2 separate regions of the Anas platyrhynchos genome follow, and region 2 is linked to region 1. Evidence: chromatin contacts called from public Hi-C data. All regions are on one chromosome and are shown on one strand. Each heading gives the region's core, a stretch centred on a gene start, on an enhancer-like site or on the middle of the called end of the contact. The rest is flanking DNA. Distances are from core to core; before and after follow the strand shown. Region 1 holds the start of PHYKPL (5-phosphohydroxy-L-lysine phospho-lyase). Region 2 holds the start of COL23A1 (collagen type XXIII alpha 1 chain).

Region 1 (5,597 bases), core at 1,955-4,454:
ACCTCGTTTCAGGCCCCTAAGTTTTGCCTGGTAAGTATTTGTTGATGAGTTTAGTAGCACAGCCAGGCTTTCCCGTTGTTTAACCAGGAAGAAGTGACAGATGAAGCATTTTGATAGATTTCAAGAGGCCTGAGATACTTTAGCTTTGCGAGACAATGAATGTAGCATATACTGACCTGGGCAACCTTCCAGCACAACATTTATGTAAGAGCATTTCTTGGACTTGTTTGCAACAGTTTAAAATACGTTTAAAAAACAGTTTAAAATAAGATCTAGCAAATAAGGGAGAAAAGGTGCCACTGCAGTCAAGTCTCGCTGTCAGTTACTGGGGTCGCCCATGTTTTTGTGGTGAACCTGCCAGCAACATGGCACAGTTTTTGCAGCTCTGTTCCGGGGCACCTACTGCACGCTGAAGCTAACCAGTGAGTACACGGCCTGGATCTGTAAACTTAACAATTCCTTTTGTTGTTTTCATGTTCCTAAGTGAACCACTGCAACTTTCCCATATGCTTTTGGCATTAGATAGATGGTGCAACAAAAGGCATGTCTGACTGTTGTGTAATCTGCAGCTAAAGTAAGTGCTGAAACCCTGACACTTCGAAATGAATGGGAGGAGGACTTAATAGACCAGAGGATGCTATACTACTGTAGGGAGCCGGGGGGGAAACCACAGGGAGGCTGGGAAACATGAATTTTCAATGCATAAGAAGTGGCGTTATTGACAGCGGAGTGGAATAACAAATACATTAGCATTTGCGGTTTTCCTATGTCTTAGGACAACAATCAATCCCTGTTCGCTAAGTTCTGGTACAAGTTGCCTCATAGCTGCTTGGTTTCATGGAACAGTCAGCTAACTTGTGTGGCTGTGTGTGGCTTCTTACATAATGTGGATAGGAACGGTGAGCGTTAAAGTGGAGATGTCCCGAGTACCTGAAGTACGTTTCTGGGTAAATGACGCTAAGTGCACTTAGGTTTTTATATTGTTAAACACTGAATTGTACGCTTAGCTTTAAGAGTGCTTTTTACGTCACTTTCTGAAGTAGGTGCATATCAAATCTGCTTTTTGGCTATTGAATGGAAAAGTTAGGACCTCGCTGAATTACTCAATGAATTTCCAAACCAGGTGGAAGAGATAGTAAACGGCTATTAGCCAGCAGGAGGGTTGGAGTCCTGCTGCATTTGCTGGGTAGGTTCGTAGATGGGATACCATTGTACAGACAATTCCATAGCATAGCAACTTCTTGCATTACTATTTGGAGTTCTTTTTTTACTCAATGTGACGAATGTTCAGCACGAAATAGCAGTCAAAACTGAAAGTCATCAGCTGCAGTGCATTAAGTTACTTTGGGCACATAGGTCTTTTAAAGCTGGCAAGTAACCTGGCATTTAGGTGCAATTTCTGAAATACGTAATTTGAGAAACTTTAATTGCTGGTATTCAAAATCTAAATGAAAATCTGACTTATTTATATGCATCTTAAAAAAAAAAAAACATGCAGTATGTGCTTTATCTGTCCTTACTTGTTTGGAATTATGCTGATAGGGCTTAATCCTCTACCATGTTACGCAAATATCCCTTATTTATGCGAATGGGTGCATCACTTCAGTGAGGCTGTTCAGAAGAGTTAAGACTATTTGCACGTGTGTGCCGTTAGGAAACCATGAAATGTTTTGTTTGAATGTACTTACATGGTATTTTATACAAAGCTGACTACATCTCTGTAAAATGTATCACCTTTAAAAGTATAATTATAAAGATATATTAAAAATACATAAAAAAAAGAATACTTAACATCTCTATTTGCAAAATTTTGCAATTTTTAATCATGTATGTGCCACGAAGTGTTCTATTTACTCACTTCTTTGGGGAACAACTGCTTTAAAAATGAAGGCATTAATAACAGTATTCCTTATCCATTGTTTTAACATGTTAAAATGGCATTAATTAGTACTGCATTGTGTATTTCTAGTCTAAAGCTGTAACGGACAGTACATTAGCTCGAGACCTCCAGAAACATTTTCTTGTGCTTTTTGTAACAAAAGCACAGACTAGATTTTCCAAGCCGGTCTCTCTGTACAGGTTACTTTGACAACTGTGTGAATATGTATAATGAACTCTGCATTTGTAACCAAGAATAAACCTTCAAAATTGTAAATGTTCAGGATGTTACTATAAATAGCTATGAAGTATCTTAACCAGACAAGAGTTCAAATAAAGATTAAAGGCCATTAGTAACACTTCCTCTGCTGTCTTTTGTTACTTACAAACTGACGTATGCAACAACTGTTTTACTTCCTAAATTCAACCTAATTTTAAGCACACAGCCATTTGGTTCTGGATTCTCCATATTAACAAAAAACGTAAATTGCTCGTATGTTTCTCATATATACTTGCAACTAGAAATGTTTAGTGCCTACATTTAGCAAATTGATCAAAATTTAAAATTTTCTGGAGCCCAGAAAATTTTAAAAAGCAGATGTCTTCAGTTTAAAACAAATGAATGCAAATAATGTGGTAGCAGAGATATTAAGCTTATGAACGCAGTTCGGGACAAAACACCTGCAAGGAGCAGAGGCCTGGACCCATCTCAGGACACCCCTTCTGGTTCTTTACCTTTGTGTTTTTAAGAAATTCCAAACCACACTGAGCAGAGGACCATCGTTTTCCTGTTTAATCCTAACCCAGTGCCCACGCTAGGCTGGGCTGTTCCCCAGTGGGTCAGGACTGCTCATCCGTCACCGACCCAGCAGAGGAGCACAGCACGGCACGGGTTTGTTTTCACTTTCACTTAGAGCGTGCAGTTAATTCAGTCCTAACACCCACGCTACAGCCCCAAATTAGTTTGGAATGTGGAGAAACTTCCTCACAGTGCAAGTTGCTCAAAGGCAAGGGTGCTATAGCAGCTGTAAGGCGCCTGAAGGGCCCTCAGAAACATTTTATTGCCTGCGAGGTGCCTGGAAACTAAACAGGCTCGGGTGCTGTGCGCTGGCACCAGCTTGCACTTCGGCCCCACGTGGGCTGACAGCAGCCTCACAGGACCCCAGTGGAGGCAGCCTCTCCTCTGGCTGTGCTATGGGACCTCCTGCGTGAAGCCACCACGAGAAAGGAGCCCAAACTGGAAGGTGCAAGAGTCCGAAGGCACTGGTGAGTTACTACCCTTACCCTTCGTGAAAGCAGCTAGCTAACGGCACGCTTGGGCTGGGGTTTGGGAGTGGGCAGGAGGCCAGGGGCTGCGTTCCCTCAAGGCAGGCTCGGTTATGACTCCCACCAACCCCCCCGTGCTCCTCCGGTAAGGCGGGACGTGGCAAGGAGCTGCCAGATCCACCAGGCACCCGAGCGCAGCGCTGCCGGCTCCGCAGCCCGCAGGGGGAGCGGCTGGGGCCGGGCTCCTCCTGGCTGGGGCCGCCCTGCGTGGGCAGCAGCAGCGGCACCGCCCCGGCAGCGAGGAGAGGAGGAGAGCGGCCTCGAGAGGGAAGAGCGGCCATGAGGCCGGCGCAGCGCAACCGCCACGACACCCTGGCCCTGCGGCAGCAGCTGATCGGGTAAGTGCTGCGGGGAGCGGGCGCTGCTGCTCCCCTCCCGGGCCCCCTGCATGCTCCTGGGCTGCCTGGCGTGGCTGCTTGGGGCTGCCTGGCCTGGGCCTGGGCCTGGGCCTGCTCTGCCCTGGTTGGGAGCAGGGCCCGCAGTGGCTGCTCCCACTGAGCGTGGCACCGGGCACTCGTGGCACCGGGTGCTCCTTCCTGCACGTGGCCGCAGCCAGGCGAGTTGGGCTGAGCCCAAAGGCTCAGATACTCTGCCTGCTCGCTGGCCAGACAATTTGTGCTTCACCAGTGCTTCAGGTTTAAGTGAGCAACACCAAGGGGGTAAAGGCGGTGCTGATAGCCTCCAAAAGCTGGGTTTTGCTCAGGTTATTAGCCGTAATTACTGGTTTTCAAGGAAGAGAGGAGGTTATAAAACTAAAGCATAAAGTTCCCTTAAAACATGTCTGACACGGCGTGCCTGGAACTGCTTATAAAGCACTTCTTGTCTGCTGGGCAGAGAGCACTCCTGGCTTTAACCAAGGAAAGTGCCAGAGGCTCAGGGTGGTGCTGGAGCAGCGCCGTGCCCATCCCTGTGCCACAGGGGCTCTGCAGGGCTGGGCATCTCGTCCTAAAGCTCATCGGGAATCAGGTCAAGACTCTCAGACACCAAAAACCTGAGAGAATCAACATACATCTGCTCAACTTAATTCTAGTAAGTGCAAGACTCATTTCCAGACTCCCAGTTACTTGCTTTGTTTCAGATGACTTTACATTCTTAGTTTTGTCAAAAGCTCCCAGCAATAGCAGCAAAACTATGTGGTTTTGCCCACAGGAATTGCCCCTTGTGTATTCAATAATCAAGGCGGCCTTAATCAGTAATGTTTTGTGACAATAAGAGGCAGGCTGGAAGCGTAAATGCTGAATTTGTAATTGAATTGAGAACTGTGCCAGTTGCACCAACCTGAAGAACACCATTTGTGTTTTTGTGGGCAATTTGCCCCGTTACTGGGAACAAAGACCCAGCCTCTCCAAATGCCTCTTTAGCACATGTTGAACCGTCAGGGTAACTTCCAAACAAAAAACAACAATAAGAACAACAACTTGTTTTATCAACCTGCTACCAGTTCATAGAGAAGGTAGAGGATTCCCGTTGGGACACTGAAGTATTTTCTTATTTTAGCATTGTCTTTTTTTTGTTTGATAATTTAAAAAAAATATATATCATCACATTATTTCCCTTTTCTTTTTGTTTAAGCACTCTTCACTAAATGAAGCAGTTGCCATCATCCTTCATTGCCAATTATATCCCTGCGACTCTATTTGGGTAGATGCATTTCAATTTTAATTGTCAAATGCGTTATCAGTGAAACAAAACAAGCTCACTTAATCAGGCCCAGCCTTATAAATAAAATAACATTAAATCACTCAAAAACCACCTGCACCATACAGTCTGGACAATCAGTACCTTTAGTGAGAACCAAGAACATAATAAAAATGGCAATAAGGTAAGACACAGACACCAAAGCTTCAAGAACAGGAAGGGCAGACGGTATAGATGAGATGTAACATCACAGGCAAGTCCCGTGTGCTGTGCTTGGGAATTCCTAGGGAAGGGGTTTGTGTTCTACTGTGTTTTTCCCCCTACAAGCCTGACAAAATTTGGCTACTGAGTCAGAGCACAAAAGCTGTTCTCTTCCTACCCCCAGCTTTGTTTTGGGGGCCAGCAGTAAGATGGCAGCATCTGCTGCTGCACTGGGGAAACGTCTTTCTCTTGAGTAACTCAACTGAAAACATGACCAGCAGAATAACCTGTGACTTGGGGAATATCACTAATGCTTGCTTTGCTTTCTGATGCTCCACCACAGCTCTGCTTGCAAGCTGTTTTTTTCTCATGATCCAGTGAAGATTGTGAAGGCCCAAGGCCAGTACATGTATGACGAGAAGGGAAGACAATACCTGGACTGCATCAACAATGTTGCTCACGGTAAGTTCAAGTCCTGTTATTTGATACTGTATTTTCTTAAGCAGAACAAGGAACAATCAGTGCTCTTTACCACTGTTCCCTTGTGTTAGGGT
Region 2 (5,597 bases), core at 1,351-3,850, 170 kb before region 1:
TGCTGAGTGGTACTGCTTCATAAGCCTCTTTAATCTACTTTCTTACGTAGTTTTTGCTCTCTTAATGTTTAAGTTACTGTTTTCTCAGTCTTTCTCACTGCTGTACGGGAGGGATGGTAGGGCTCATCCAGGCTGTCTGCCGGTCTAGATGCAATTTGCAAGTTTGAGCCATTTATTGCAGTCTTCGGCATGCAAGTCTTAAGGAGAGGAACAGTAAATTGTTTCAGCTCTGCAGGAGCCTCACTTCAGGTTCTGTGCTTGCTGTGCAAGTCCTCAAACACAGTAAGGTTTTAAACTGGTGTCTGCGTTCCTCTGATGTGTGGGGCAGGGAGAAGGCTTAATTTGCAAGAGGCTCCAGACATGCATATCTCTGAGCTGGGGAGAGACTACAGCTGAGGCAAGGCTTTGAAAGCTTATCTTCTGTAACCAGTGCCACCTACAGTGCTTGATTATATCTCATAATACAGACACCCCTCTTCCTGGCTTCTTTGCATCATTGTTTCTTCTCTGTGTGACAGAGCTCAGCAGTTGGTACCATCCAGGTCAGCAGTGCCTTTGGTGGGACTGAGGAGGACGGCAGTGAATTTCGGCCCTGGCTTCCTCCACCAATACTTTCCATCCCACGCTTTTCTCAGGAGCAAAGCAGGTACTTGGCTGAGCGTTTCAGCATACACGGTACAAACCAAAACAGTTCTATCAAAATTAGAAAGTAAGGGATTGTGTATCCTTCCTGAAGCAGTACTTGAAGCTTCTGCTAATGTAGTTACTAAAACACATTGCACTTGCTAAAGGAGATGTGTGCTAGAAAAAGTATGTGCATGTACACATATGTGTACACACTATCCTGTTGAAATTCACTCTCCTCCTTGTAAACTTTAAAAATAATTCTATGACAGTACAACAACTGCAGCAAGGTGCCAAGTAGTTTTGCAGGCCTTACAGCGTTGCATAAATGAAACTTTTTAGTTTAAAAGGAGGATGGGCACAGGTCCAACATCGCTGGGCTCAGTAGTGGAGCAGCACAGAGCAGTCTGTAGCTGAGGAACAGCTGGGTGCCAGGAGCTCTGTCCTTAATTGGTCTGATTTCTCCTCTTTGGGCTGCCCTCCATGGCTTTATCTTCACGGGGAACAAGATGTTCACATACACACCCCCTTGTCACTACATGAATGTAGTTGGCACAATTTGTAATCTCTGCATATTTGGATCAAGCTAATGCTAATTGCCTGTCCCTGTTGGTAAATAACGACGAGATCTATTTACCTCTTTCTCTGTGCTTTTGATTTTTAGCTACCGTACCTAAAACAAGTTTGTAAACCTGCAAAGTGTTGTCAGGCAGAGGCAGAGCAGCCGTTTGCATCTCTGTAACAGGTCAGTTTTATATTTCACTAAGCATAGATGATGGGAGAAAATTAAGCTGTCTGTTAAGTGAACAAAACATGTTTTGTAAGGTGCAAACAGCATACAAAATCCAGCACCTCAAAAGCTGAGTAGGACAGGGGAAGACTTGCACTGGGGGTGAAACAGATGAAAGAGGTGAGGAGGTGTGGGGCAGAGGGCTTGGCTGCAGTAGCCACTTATCCTTTTTCCTCTTACATTTTCTAGATGTCCCTGTTGTAAGGAGGGCTTGGGCCATGTGCATGTGTTTTAAGGCAAGATGCTCTGCAAAGCTCCCCCAGGTTGATAGCACAGTGTCCGTGCACTGAGAGATCAGCAGCAAAGTCTCAGCAGGTGTGTAGAAAGGAGACAGGGAGAAGGGAGGGAAGAGGTGGCTCATAATAACCTGGCATTTTCCTTCCTGTGTCTTCAGGCATGTGAAGGGCAGGAAACAGTGGTTAGCGAGTGATATAAATTTACCTGGCTAGCTGGTTCGGAAGTAGTGGCTACAAAAAAAGCACTGCGTGTACACCAGGGCAGTCTGGCTGTGTGCACGGGTGTGTTTTATTAACACAGTTGCTGTTATCACTCCTAGCAGTTTTCTCTAGTGCTGTCTTAGGCTTCACCTGTCTGTTCCAGAAGTCAGCGTTACGTGTACAAGGGTGGGTCTGGGGCCAAGAGGCAAAGAGCAGATCTGGCTTTGTAGAGTCTAGACAAGCGTTGCGTTACCTGAGGCTGTTTTATAGGTGAGTCAAGCGTTGATGTGATGCAATCTGTAACAGAAAAAAAGACAAGGAAGACTTTGGCGAAGTCTGGGGCTGCTTAATGTTGTCTGTGAGCACAGCTTCCCTGCTTCAAAGGCTCCCTAAAGCAGCCGGGACACTTCACTGCCATTCAACCCGTGCGTTACCAGGCACGCTGGAACACCGCTGCGCTTTGCGGGTGCTGCCTCTTCCCTCAACCACCTCCCAACCCCAGCACGGAAAGGGAAAAAGAAGGAGAGGGGTCACACAACATCCCCGGCCCTTCCCCGCTCCGCCGGGTCCCCAATTAGCAGCGGGCCGGGGCCGGGACCCGCTGGAGGGCGCCAGCTCCGCGGGCTGCCGAGCGCAGCGGCCCCGGGGCCGGCCCCGTCCCGCAGCTACCGGGGGGGCGCTGGGGGCGGCCGGGAGGGGCGAGGGGGACACCGTGGAGGGGGGTTGGGGGGGACGAGGCCGGGCAGCTCTCCCGCAGGGGGCCGGGCAGGGCAGCGGGGGTGGGCTCTGCTGGGCGTCATCCCCCCCTCCCCTTCTCCCCGGGGAACCGGGGGGGTTGGGGGGGGGGCCGCTCCCGGAGCATCCCCCCCTTGCCCGGCTCCCCCCCTCCTCCTCCTCCTCCTCCCCGCTTCCTCCGTTTAAAGGCCGGGTCCCGGCGGGGCCGAGCGGAGGAGCAGCGGCCGCTCCGCAGCCCCAGTGCCGCGGCGGGGGCGCGCAGCGCACGGGGCGGGCGCTGGATGCGGCGCCGGGGGCGGGCGGGCGGCAGCCGAGCGGCTCCGGTCCGGTGCCCGGTCCCCGGTCCCCTCCTCCCGTCCCCCCCAGCGGGTCCTCCCCGCGCGGCGGCGCGGAGCTGGGAGCGATGAGCGCGGCCGGAGGAGCCGGCACCGCGGCGGGCACCGCCACCTCCGCCCTCTGCCTGCTCCTCTCGCTCACCGCCGTGGCCGTCTGCCTGCTGCTGGGAGCCAAAACGGCGGAGCTGCAGGGCCGCCTGGCAGCCCTGGAGGAGCGCGGAGCCGCCGGTCCCGGCCCGCTGCTGGAAGCGCTGCAGCCCCGCCTGGAGCAGCTCCTCCGAGAGGTGAGTGAGGGGTGGACGGGGCGGCCCCCCCCGGGGCTCCGTGTGGCGGCGCCGGCTTCGTTGTTTCCTTAGGAAAAGTTTTTTTGGGCTTCTTTTTGCCCTTCCCTCCTGCAGAACTTTGCTCCCTCTCGTGTTCCCGGCCCGTTAGTCGGAGCGCGTCGTGGGGTGGCCCCAATGGTTTCCCAGAGAAATGCCCCAGGGGCCGTGTTTGAGACCGTCCCGCTTTCCCCCTCGTTCCACTCAATGGCAAAGGTAATCCGAGTGCTTACACGCTATTTATCCCCGGGCGCAGTGGACTATAATTTCCTCGTTAGAAATATTTGAAGATGATCCCCGTTATCTAGGCTCAGTTGCAGGGTATCAAGTGGTCCAGCAGTGCTGAGCCGATTTCTGGTGGGTAGAGAAGAGCAGTGATGGATCCCTTCACTTTCAGCCCCAAAGTTTTATGAAATTACTCATTAAAGATTTCTGTGCTGAAAGACCTCTACTTAATGAGCAGTTGTCTACACCGATGTCCTTCTCTGTAACTAAGCCAAGCCCCCGGGAGAAGTCACACTTGATCCCAGCAGTATGTTTTTCCACAGGCTGAGGCGTTGTGGCGCTTAAGTTTGGGGCTTTGCACAGGGAGGGTGATGGGGAGGGCTCCCACCACTTGTAGGAACTTCTTGGAGATCCCACGGTCACTCTGCTGGGTCCCTGCAAACAGGAGCTCAAAACATGTGGTGGGATCCAGCATGGCTTACTGGGCTGCAGCAGGATGCTCCCGAGTGCCCGGGTCTGACATCTGGGGAGGGTTTACGCTGGTATTTTATTGCCAGCCTGCCCAGGGTGCAAGGCACGGTGCTGCACTAACATCGCTGCAGCCATGAAGCCTCAGTCATGCAAAAATGTGTTCTCCTGCAGCTCCCTCCAGCTGTGAGCAGCTCCGTGGAGCGAAAGTTGCACCGCGTGTGTGCGGGGGCTGCGTGGGGGGCAGACAGCTCTAGGGCCAGCAGGAGAAATTCTGCTGCTGCTGTGCCTTACGCTTGGAGCTGGATCCCACCGGCACCGCTGGACCATGCCCATGCTCCTGGAAACCTGGTCGCACCAATATGTCTTGATAAAGGGAAATGCTAAAAACTATTTTAGTGAAAACCCTGAATACCAGAACAGAGGGGTGCTTGTGAGGCGTAATCAGAAAATCTAGTTAGCGTCCTTTCTGCAGGCAGGAATTAGCCTGCCAGTCGTGGCAGTGGTTCTGTTCCAATTACTCCAATAACTGTGCTTAGCAATGGGAAGGGTTTCTGTGGCACTGCCTAAGATCATGTGCAACCTCTTGCTGAGATTTAGTTAAGTGTGGAAAGCTTGTTTTGTACTGGGAATGCTCAGATGGAGATTGTACAGGGGAAAATAAAGCAAAACCGCATAATTGGGTTTCTAATGCAAGAGGGAGCTTGTTGAAACGTTTAGTATAACCAAACTTTTGTCAATACCAAAAGCAAATTTTGGAAAGGGTAACAGAATCAAGGTATGCATGGTAGCCGTTGTGCTATCTATTAATCATCATTTTAAACAGGCTGATTCACTCACGTTAAGGTTTCAGAACATGCCTGTTTCTTGAGCAAATTCCTCTTCGTTACATAAGACCTCTCGCTCGTCAGGCAACTTCTGGCCTTTCTGTGCTTGGGAGTTTCTGGGGAGCGAGAGAATATTTCCATCAACATGAACATCAACTGATGCCTGGGGTCAGTTTTTTTGTTACACTCTGTTTTGGTCCTTCTTTGAAGTTTACCACAGTATTTCAGAAGTGAAACCAAAGCTCCATATGCTCTCTGTGCATGACCCCTGATACTTTGTTCTCTGTCACTGCACAAAAAGCATGACTGCATATACCAGTCTTGGGGTTTGGGAGCGTAATTTATGGAAGAACTGCACATGAAGAGCTGCAAATGCAAGACAAACATGCTGGTTTCCATTCCTCTTAGTGTTGTTTAAATGTTTGGCAAGTTAAAGAGGATAGGAAATAATAAAGGAAGGGTAAATGTGTAGGAAAGGCAATGAAAGCCGATTTGGACAACTGAAGTTTAGCTTTTGGCTCTGTGACAGGCAACCATCTAACTGTGGAGAAACTGCTGATTTAAGGATGCAGGAACTTAGCTTTCCCTCGGGTGCTCCTTTAGCTGAACGAGCTGCAGAGCCCTGGTTTGATGCTGTGTGAAACATTTCTAACAGTGTGGTCCAGCTGTGGTGGCATCTACCTCCACTTGCTCTGCAGCAAAAGCCCGAATTCGAAGCGCATCATTTCCATGCTGGAGTGAAAAAGTTAACGTGAGGATTATCGGAGTATCCAGTTGTTGTAAACAAAGCTGGACCGTTTTGTTCACAAAGGATTTATTGTCCGCAGTAGGCAGAG

What was found. Hi-C and Micro-C count contacts between places; a contact is called where the count stands out from the background.
Region 2: a contact with region 1 is called in a Hi-C map of subcutaneous adipose tissue, with 2.1 times the contacts expected there. The contact joins the promoter of COL23A1 here to the promoter of PHYKPL in region 1. A contact is called at or near these places in 2 of 8 Hi-C or Micro-C datasets (skeletal muscle and subcutaneous adipose tissue).

Annotation. Positions count from the first base shown.
Region 1 is chr14:4,638,435-4,644,031 of IASCAAS_PekinDuck_T2T, reverse strand. PHYKPL (5-phosphohydroxy-L-lysine phospho-lyase) reads left to right here and starts at 3,204. Exons shown (of 13, transcript XM_027468627.3): 1 at 3,204-3,542; 2 at 5,387-5,505. The coding sequence starts at 3,484. All of the region lies in intron 8 of HNRNPAB (heterogeneous nuclear ribonucleoprotein A/B), which reads right to left. It overlaps COL23A1 (collagen type XXIII alpha 1 chain), which reads left to right. Exons shown (of 30, transcript XM_072023577.1): 30 at 1-2,237.
Region 2 is chr14:4,808,416-4,814,012 of IASCAAS_PekinDuck_T2T, reverse strand. COL23A1 (collagen type XXIII alpha 1 chain) reads left to right here and starts at 2,600. Exons shown (of 30, transcript XM_072023577.1): 1 at 2,600-3,205. The coding sequence starts at 2,990.